Linked DNA regions of Mus musculus: region 2 is linked to region 1. Evidence: chromatin contacts called from public HiChIP or PLAC-seq data. All regions are on one chromosome and are shown on one strand. Each heading gives the region's core, a stretch centred on a gene start, on an enhancer-like site or on the middle of the called end of the contact. The rest is flanking DNA. Distances are from core to core; before and after follow the strand shown.

Evidence for each region. HiChIP or PLAC-seq counts read pairs in DNA pulled down with a chosen protein or histone mark.
Region 2: an H3K4me3 HiChIP or PLAC-seq map of embryonic forebrain shows a contact between it and region 1, with 2.4 times the contacts expected there. The contact joins the enhancer-like site here to the promoter of Kcnc1 in region 1. A contact is called at or near these places in 10 of 39 promoter capture datasets (the 3T3-L1 cell line, 3T3-L1-derived adipocytes, the C10 cell line and 6 more), 5 of 484 Hi-C or Micro-C datasets (cerebellar granule neurons, cerebellum, embryonic stem cells and 1 more), 5 of 115 datasets of contacts at active chromatin or transcription factors (CD8 T cells, T-cell acute lymphoblastic leukemia, embryonic forebrain and 2 more) and 2 of 9 other capture datasets (adipose tissue and liver).

Annotation. Positions count from the first base shown.
Region 1 is chr7:46,394,694-46,398,473 of GRCm38.p6, forward strand. It overlaps Kcnc1 (potassium voltage gated channel, Shaw-related subfamily, member 1), which reads left to right and starts at 1,775. Exons shown (of 4, transcript NM_001112739.2): 1 at 1,775-3,554. The coding sequence starts at 2,985.
Region 2 is chr7:46,452,747-46,456,856 of GRCm38.p6, forward strand. All of the region lies in intron 10 of Sergef (secretion regulating guanine nucleotide exchange factor), which reads right to left. It overlaps LOC115486521 (a long non-coding RNA gene), which reads left to right. Exons shown (of 2, transcript XR_003946767.1): 2 at 1-4,110. Among named protein-coding and RNA genes, the nearest start is that of Kcnc1, 58 kb to the left of the region's middle. Within about 2 kb of position 1,480, at least 45 of the 459 cell types and tissues checked have an H3K27ac peak or open chromatin away from gene starts, as enhancers often do. A contact at or near this core is called in cerebellar granule neurons, cerebellum, embryonic forebrain and 2 more, where this site is marked.

The DNA of each region.
Region 1 (3,780 bases), core at 525-3,024:
GCAGTCCTTTGATAAAGAGAGCTGAACTAGAGAGACATTTGGAGAGCCAAGCTCTGCTCCTATGTGGCTTTGCAGACAGGGAAGAGGGGGCAGCCTGAGCCCCTGTGGCTGGCTCCTCAGGTTTCCTGAGGAAGAGTCTAGGGAAGCCCCTTTGTCGGTCTGCCTCTTGACCGTTCACAGCTGAGATTGTACATGTCCTTGTCTCTGCATGCCTCTTTTTAAAAAAAATCTCACTTCCGGGGTCTCTATTAATCTTAGGATTGGGCTGAGCATCCTGAAAGCCACTGTCCTAGGGATCTGAATCAGGGCCAGGCTGGAGGTGCATCACTCTGGACCAGGAGATGGGACAGACTCTGGCCAGAGAGAGAAGGGCACTGAAAGCCATCTATCCTGCCTCACTCTGAGACCAAAGGGAATGGCTGTCTGGAGGAACGCTGTGATTAGTTTCTGGAGGGAAGAGGTCTCCTCAGACTTTTCTCCTCTTTGTCTGTCCATCTCTGCCCCTTTCTGATAACTCTGCCTCTCTGCCTCCCGCCTCTCACCCCCTCTCTACCTCCCCGCACTTTCCCCCTGTGACATGAAGATCTGTTTTAATTAGTGCTGTGATTCCCACGATCAGGTGGGGAGATAGGTCACAGGTTTGTCCCTAGGCTCGCAACAGTGCCTGGGGGTCAGTATAGACAGACAGCTATCTGCACTGTTAGCCAACAGGTAAGAGTCTCTCGCTTCTTAATTAAATCCCCTGTGCCGGGGCAGCCTGTTCGATTGTAGTGGACAGGAATCAATAAGCATCTTTCATAGCCCAGTGGCCTCTGGAGCTGGGCCTGACCTTCCAGTCCCTCTCAATCCCACCTGCTCACTTCTTTAAAAAGCTGGGAGTCCCTGGAGGTTGAGAGCTGGGTCTGACTTGTCCCGTGTGATTTTTGTACTTGGTAGAGAATCTGGAGCAAGTACGGAATGAGAGCTAATGACTGTTGATTAAATAAACCTAGGGGTGAGTGGCAAGCGTGGGCCAGAAGGACTTTGAAGTTAGAAATACGATCTCTGTCCCCAGCATTAACTTCCAGTATGTAGGGACCACAGCCCTGGACATGCATGGCTCACCACCCAGAGTGCCTGAAGGGGAGCGAGGCCGCCAGTATTCAAGGGGCTGAGCAGTCTTTGTGCATGTTTTCATAAGGTAGTTCAGTTTTCTGGGTAAACTGAGGTCTGTCTGTCATGGTTGTGACTAAGCCACCCTAGAATCAGGAAGGGTTCAAGGCCTGAAAGGGGCCAAAGGGATCAAGAGGGGCTCGGGATTGATCATTAATGGTGAGTTAGGACAGAGGGATGGTGAAAAAGGTATTATTTTACAGTCCCTGTAAGAAGTTATCTCTGAAAGAATCATTGGGCCTTCAGGCTTCCCCGGGAAGGGTCGGTATTAAAAGATTCCTTAAGAGGTCAGTCTCGTCCTGGTCAAGGAATGGCTTGTCTGCTCAGGGTATCAGATGGCTCCTGGGTTAGAAGAGGAGCTGGCCGCCGCCCTTCTCACCTCGGTGTGACGGGGGCGCGGGCCCAGACGTCGCTGGGAGCCTCCGCCCAACAAGTGGAGCTCCCCTAGGGCGGAGCGTCGGCGGGTCCCCACCGAGCAAGAGGCAACGAAGGGCGGGCGCCCCCAGCGCCAGGGTTGAGGGAGGCGGGGTTCGGTGCCGGCCTCGGAGGGGGGCGCAGAATCAGGGCTTTTTAGGACCCAGCGCGGCGCCTCCCTCCGGGGGCGAGTGCGGCTGCGCGCGCCGTGTGCCCGTGTCCGGAGAGCCGCGGGCTGGACGCGGACCGCGCGAACGAGCAAGCGAGCAGGCAGCGGAGCAGCAGCCCGGAGGCAGCAGCGGCGCGGCGGCGGCGGTGGCGGCGGTGGCCGCTCCGCGCCTCGCCTCCCTGGCCTCGCCAGTCTCGCTGCGCCGCGCCCGGACCTGCCACCCCCGCCTACCGGGCCCGACCTCGGCAGCGCCCCTCGCCTCGGCTGCCAGCGCCACCCGCCCTCCTAGAGCAGAGAGCGGAGTGCGGGGCGCAGAGACACCGGAGCCAGTGCCCGCCGGCCCCGCCAAGCAAACCCGGCCGGGAGAACCTTCGCTCGGCCCAGCGCAGCTCCGCAGCCGTCCGGGAGCTGTCCCTTCAGCACCGCCGCGGAAGCCTGAGTCCCAACGCAGCCCAGCGGAACCCCTGACCCAGCCCGAGCGCACAAGGTGCTGCGCTCAGCGGCCGCCCCGCGGGGCAGCACCCTGGTGCCCCTACCCAGGGGACCCGCCATCCCCTCCGGGAGGCGGGGAGAAGGAACGAGGAGGGAGGTCAGGCAGCTTCACCCGCCACCGAGGGGAGTAGGCAGATAGGCAAGGAGAGCCGAAGGGGACCGGTCACGCAGGGAGGAGAGCAAGCCGCATCCGTCCCCACCGCACCGGGAGCGCGCTGCAGCGACCACCGCAGAGCCAAGCGCGGATTTCTCGTAACCCCCTCTTTCCCAGCTGGGGCTGGTCTATCGGTCCGGCCCCCGAAACGGAGCAGCTGACCTTCCCCTAAAAAGCTTTGTGTCGGTTTCTCCATTTTCCCGCTGAGATGATACCGGGAGCCCGGCCCCCCCATCCTCTCTCCCCTCCTCCCGGGCCTCGCCGCTGAGCGCCGCCCCACTCCCTTCCTCCCTCCCTCTTTACCTCCCTCCTCTCTTCCACTGCCTCCTCCGCAGCCAGGCCAGCTCCCTCTCACACTAGGCGCCTTAAAGACCCTAGGGAGCCCGTGCACACACCCCTGGACCCGCACCTGCCTGACAGCTCCCCCTGAGGGAGCTTGGCTCGTTGGTTGGGGTGGGTGGCCAGAGCCGCGGTCCTCTGTGCCCCCCGACGGCTGGGGGGAGGGGGGAAGAGGCCCTGCGCCCCCCTCCCCGTCGCCAACTCCCCCTGGCGGCAGCTCCCATGGGTGTCGCTGGGCCGCGCCATGCCTAAGGGGGCGCCGCGATGGGCCAAGGGGACGAGAGCGAGCGCATCGTGATCAACGTGGGCGGCACGCGCCACCAGACGTACCGCTCGACGCTGCGCACGCTGCCCGGCACGCGGCTTGCCTGGCTGGCAGAGCCGGACGCCCACAGCCACTTCGACTATGACCCGCGTGCCGACGAGTTCTTCTTCGACCGCCACCCGGGCGTCTTCGCTCACATCCTGAACTATTACCGCACCGGCAAGCTTCACTGCCCGGCCGACGTGTGCGGGCCGCTCTACGAGGAGGAGCTGGCCTTCTGGGGCATCGACGAGACGGACGTGGAGCCCTGCTGCTGGATGACCTATCGCCAGCACCGAGACGCTGAGGAGGCGCTGGACAGCTTTGGCGGTGCGCCCTTGGACAACAGCGCCGACGACGCGGACGCCGACGGCCCCGGCGACTCGGGCGACGGCGAGGACGAGCTGGAGATGACCAAGAGATTGGCACTCAGTGACTCCCCAGATGGCCGGCCTGGCGGCTTCTGGCGCCGCTGGCAACCGCGCATCTGGGCGCTGTTCGAGGACCCCTACTCATCCCGCTACGCGCGGGTAAGTGACTGCTTATCCATCGGAAGAACCTGACCCGGAAAGGCAGCCTTTGCCGCTTCCTGCGGGCAGGGTGCAGTGGACAGTGAGTGCCCAGAGTGTTCTGAACACGAAGGGGGTGTGTACGTGTACGTGTGTAAGAGAAGGGGTGATTTTGCCATGATAACTGGGTTTATATACATGAGTTTGTGTTGCCGGTTGTATATGAAAGTGTGTGTGTGTGTGTGTG
Region 2 (4,110 bases), core at 230-2,729, 58 kb after region 1:
AGGACCAACAGAGGTATGATCAGAAGATGAGAACAAGGCCTTCTCCAGACTCCCTACTGTGTGGGTTAAGACAGGAAGTGCCCTGTGATAAAGATGCAGAGACTTTATCCACTGAATAAGCCATTCTTGCTGCTGACAGTTTCAGGGCCTATTCACTTCAAGAGAGCGAACGGAAATCCTTTGCTGATCATAAAGTTAGGTTTTAGGGACTATGAATGCCGGCTGTTCCCACAGGGAGGAAAGGAGCTACGTTCCTTCACGGAGGTCCACGGTTGACATCCTAGGCCATGGAGCATCTAACAAAGGGACCAGACTTTACTGGGCAAGCCGAGCTTCAGGACAGACTCAGCCTGACAGGGCCCCAGCCCTGCACGCAGTGTCGATGCTACGAACACCAGACAGGAGTGTGTAGCCACCAATGTGGATGACTCCTTTCCATCACAAGAGCATCCAGCCAGGCAAAGATATCCACCTGATAGCAACTCCACATAAAGTGCTATTTCAGTGCCTCGTATGAGCAAAGGAGAAAGGTGTAGAGGGGAATGAGTCTCGTTTTTAAGGAAAGTAACTAACGCTTAATGATACTCCACACTAGACTTCTGCTCTGACATCTCACTACCCTAAGAACCTAGGGTAAGGATGTCCGATCTGAGTTCATTTCACCCTGAAGAAGAAGAAGAAGAAGAAGAAGAAGAAGAAGAAGAAGAAGAAGAAGAAGAAGAAGAAGAAGAAGAAGAAGAAGAAGAAGAAGAAGAAGAAGAAGGTGGGGCTTAGTTGAGGCTTAGGCTCACCTCCAAGCAGTGGGAAAGCCAGGAAACAATCGAGGCTCAGCCTGCCTGGATCCTGAGTTCTTAACCTGTGTCTCACGGCTTCTGGATCCCTGCCTGACCTAGACTAAGCATTTTCTCTCTGCATCCCCACAGAGGAAGAGTAGAGCTTCAAGGAAGCTAGGGAGCGCTGGAGTGATAACATACAACAGGGAACAGAGACAGGAGGGGAGGAACGCCCACTCAAAGGAAGGCATGTGTGTCCAGAAGCTCAGGTGGGGAAGGCATCAGAATATAACAATGAAGATACAATGAAGGTAAGGTCAGGGTTTGTCAGGCAGAGCTAAAGTGGCAGGTTTCAACAGGGCAAAAGTGACCATGCCTTCTCCATCAGTGTCTGTCCTGCCACCTAGCCAAACTGTCAGCATTGTGCACATGCTCCACAACCAGCCTTTGTTTGTTCTGTGTCCTCAATCTCTTCTGACCTGGCAGCTTTGCCCTCTGCCCCCAGACTGGAGTAGACAGGCTGACTTGAAGAGCCACTTCCTTTGAGACCCTGGCCCCTCCAGTGAATGGTGCCCTGCCTTCATAGCTTGTTCTCTCGGGAGAAGGAGCCGTGGCCCTTTTCCACATGAATCGCTTACAGCAGCAGATGCCACAAGGTTGCCTGGAGAGTCTGGAAATGCCATGTTGCCATGGTAACAGCAGACCAAGGTTGGGGATGCTTTATCCCTGATGGGCTGCCCTGCCCTGCCATGCTGCTGGTGAAATCTTCCACCATGAATAAGAACAGAACAAATCTATTCATGGACAAGGAGATGCCGGACATCTTTGAGGAGGTTCAGTTCCAGCATGCACTCTGGGGGCTACTCACCCAATTCCCTGGCTGATCAAGAGGGCCAGGCTCTGGCTGGCTCTGCTTCGGCTCATGTGGCCTAATAGAGTTTTTAACTGGCTCAGCCAACAAAGCAGGCCTTCCCCCACTCCAGCCCCCAAATTACCACTTCTCTTATTTGATGCCGCCAACTGGGGATCTGCCGGTGTGGACCCTGGCAATTAGCACAGCACCCGCATTTGTTGGGAAATTAAGAGCCACTGATTAGCCTAATTCTACGCCATTTACAGGCAGTGAGTGTCAGGCTGAGATCGGCTTTTCCAAATGGTGGCCCGGAGGGTGGCATGTTCACAGCGTGAGTTTGAAATGGAATCAAGGGCCTGGGGAGCCAGACTGCAAAGAAGTAGAGGCAGATCCTTCACCTCCTGTCACCACTGTCCTGTGGCTGGTTCTCTGCTACTTTGTGGATTCTTCTTTTTCCCACCCTTTGTCCCTCCCAGATTTACCCCTATCACTGGATAAGAGAGAAAGGATAGGGGGAAAGAGATAGAACTTTGAGTCTAACTTCTTTCTTCATGTCCTTTCTTTACTTGTAGCTGCTGGTCTTTGCTAATTCGTGTGTTCTTTTTCCCACTCTTTATTCCTCCCCTCCCTGAGGAGGGGGAGATAGAGAGAGGTAGAAAGATCTGAATCCAATTTCTTCTTTTCCTTTGAGCATGACTACTAACAAACCACAATTAATCCCCCCGCCAAATGACCAACAACCACTGACCCCGCCTCTCAGGGCCCTAGCATTTATATTCATTTACTCTCTGAAAAAAATCCCTGAATTCCAGATGTCACACAGATGCAGAAATGATCTGCAGCTGGCAAAGTCGCACCTCTGTTAGAGCTTGAGGCAAATCATAGTCATCTGCTGCAGTCAGTCCAAAGCAGCCCCATTTCCCCACACCTGGCATGAAAACAAAAACACATTCTTGTGTTTTAAAGGAAACCAAAGTTCCAGAATTCTCCCTTCATGGTCTCCCCTAACTCTGCTCACTGAAGAATGGAAGATCAGAAGAAGATGTTTCTAGAGTGAGGTTACACTCCCAAATCATACTGACCCAGAAAGGGAACCTATTTCCCTATGAGACACTCCAGGCTGAGTTCTGCTCTGGAGCAGCAATAGGACCTCTGTGCTTTGGACTAGAGGAGTATGAGCCTAGAAGCCAAAGGGAAGCTCAAAGTAAGAGATCAGGACCCTGACTCTGTTTCTACTCCCTTGACCTTCTGCCAACTAAGCGCCAAGCTGTTGCTATAAGACTGGAGTCTCTTGAAAATAGAACCCTCCATGACAGTTATCTTAAGACTCCTAACCATAGGCTATACCTGGCTCATTATACCTGAGTTATCTCCCTGTCCCATCCCTTGCCTTCTCTGACCAGTCTGTTAGAGGAGAAGCCCATTTGTTTGTACAAAACATGCTGGGGTCATACCCATGTGCAGCTGGCTGGGTGCTTTCCCACAGACAATGGGGAAACTTTCAAATCTCTTCAAGGACTAGACTCCGAGGTGTGGACAGACAGTCCTTTCTAACTTCCCTGATTCAAACTCTAGCTTCAGAGACAAGTCAGGTCTTTCAAGTAACGAACAAAACATTCACTGTACCTTTTTTGAGCCATGATATCTGCCTTAAGGAATGAGCAGTCTAGAAGACCATCAGATATCCCCTAATAGATGAAGAAAAGCTGCTGTGGTAGAAACTCAGACGTTCCAAACATGGAGAACACTGTGAACAGAGACCTGGTTGGACTCTGGGAAGCTCCACACTAACAGCAGTAGTTCCATTTGGTGGGAGAAACAGAAATGTAGAGAGTAGTAGAAATTTGGCTGACAGGGGGAGATCACTGCAAATGACTCAGGAGATCTAATCTTCAAAAGGCCTAACTATAGATTTTGGACTGTATCTGACAGCTACTTGGCAGTTCCTAAGACACTGGGTAGTAAGAGGAGAGCAAAGTCAGGGTTGTGCTTCAGAGGTAAAATCAGCATCAGCATCTCACTGCTGCTGCCATGGTAACATCTATAAAGCACCTATACAATCTTATATCTTAGACACTTTGGGTTGAATGTGGTTGAAAGTTGACCTGCATATCAGTTTGGAAGCCAAGGTGAAGTCCAGGGTGAATGAAGCCTGAGCTACATCAAGGACAGTGGGGTGCAGAAGAGGAATGGAGGGAGGGAGGGAGGAAGAATGAGAGGGGGGACACCCTTTACAGAGGCAGAGGCAGGACCAAGAGATGGGCACAGATGATGCTGTTGAGGGGGGATCTGGGCAGCTGTGATGGTTTGAGTGAGAATGGCTCCCATAGGCTCCTATGTTTAAATACTTACTTGGTCCCCAGGTGGTAGGAAAGTTTATAGAAGACTAGGAGATGTGACCTTGTTGGAGGATGTATGTGCCAGGCTTTGAGATTTCAAAAGATTCACGACATTTCCAGTGTTCTTTCTCTCTCTGTCCCCTGC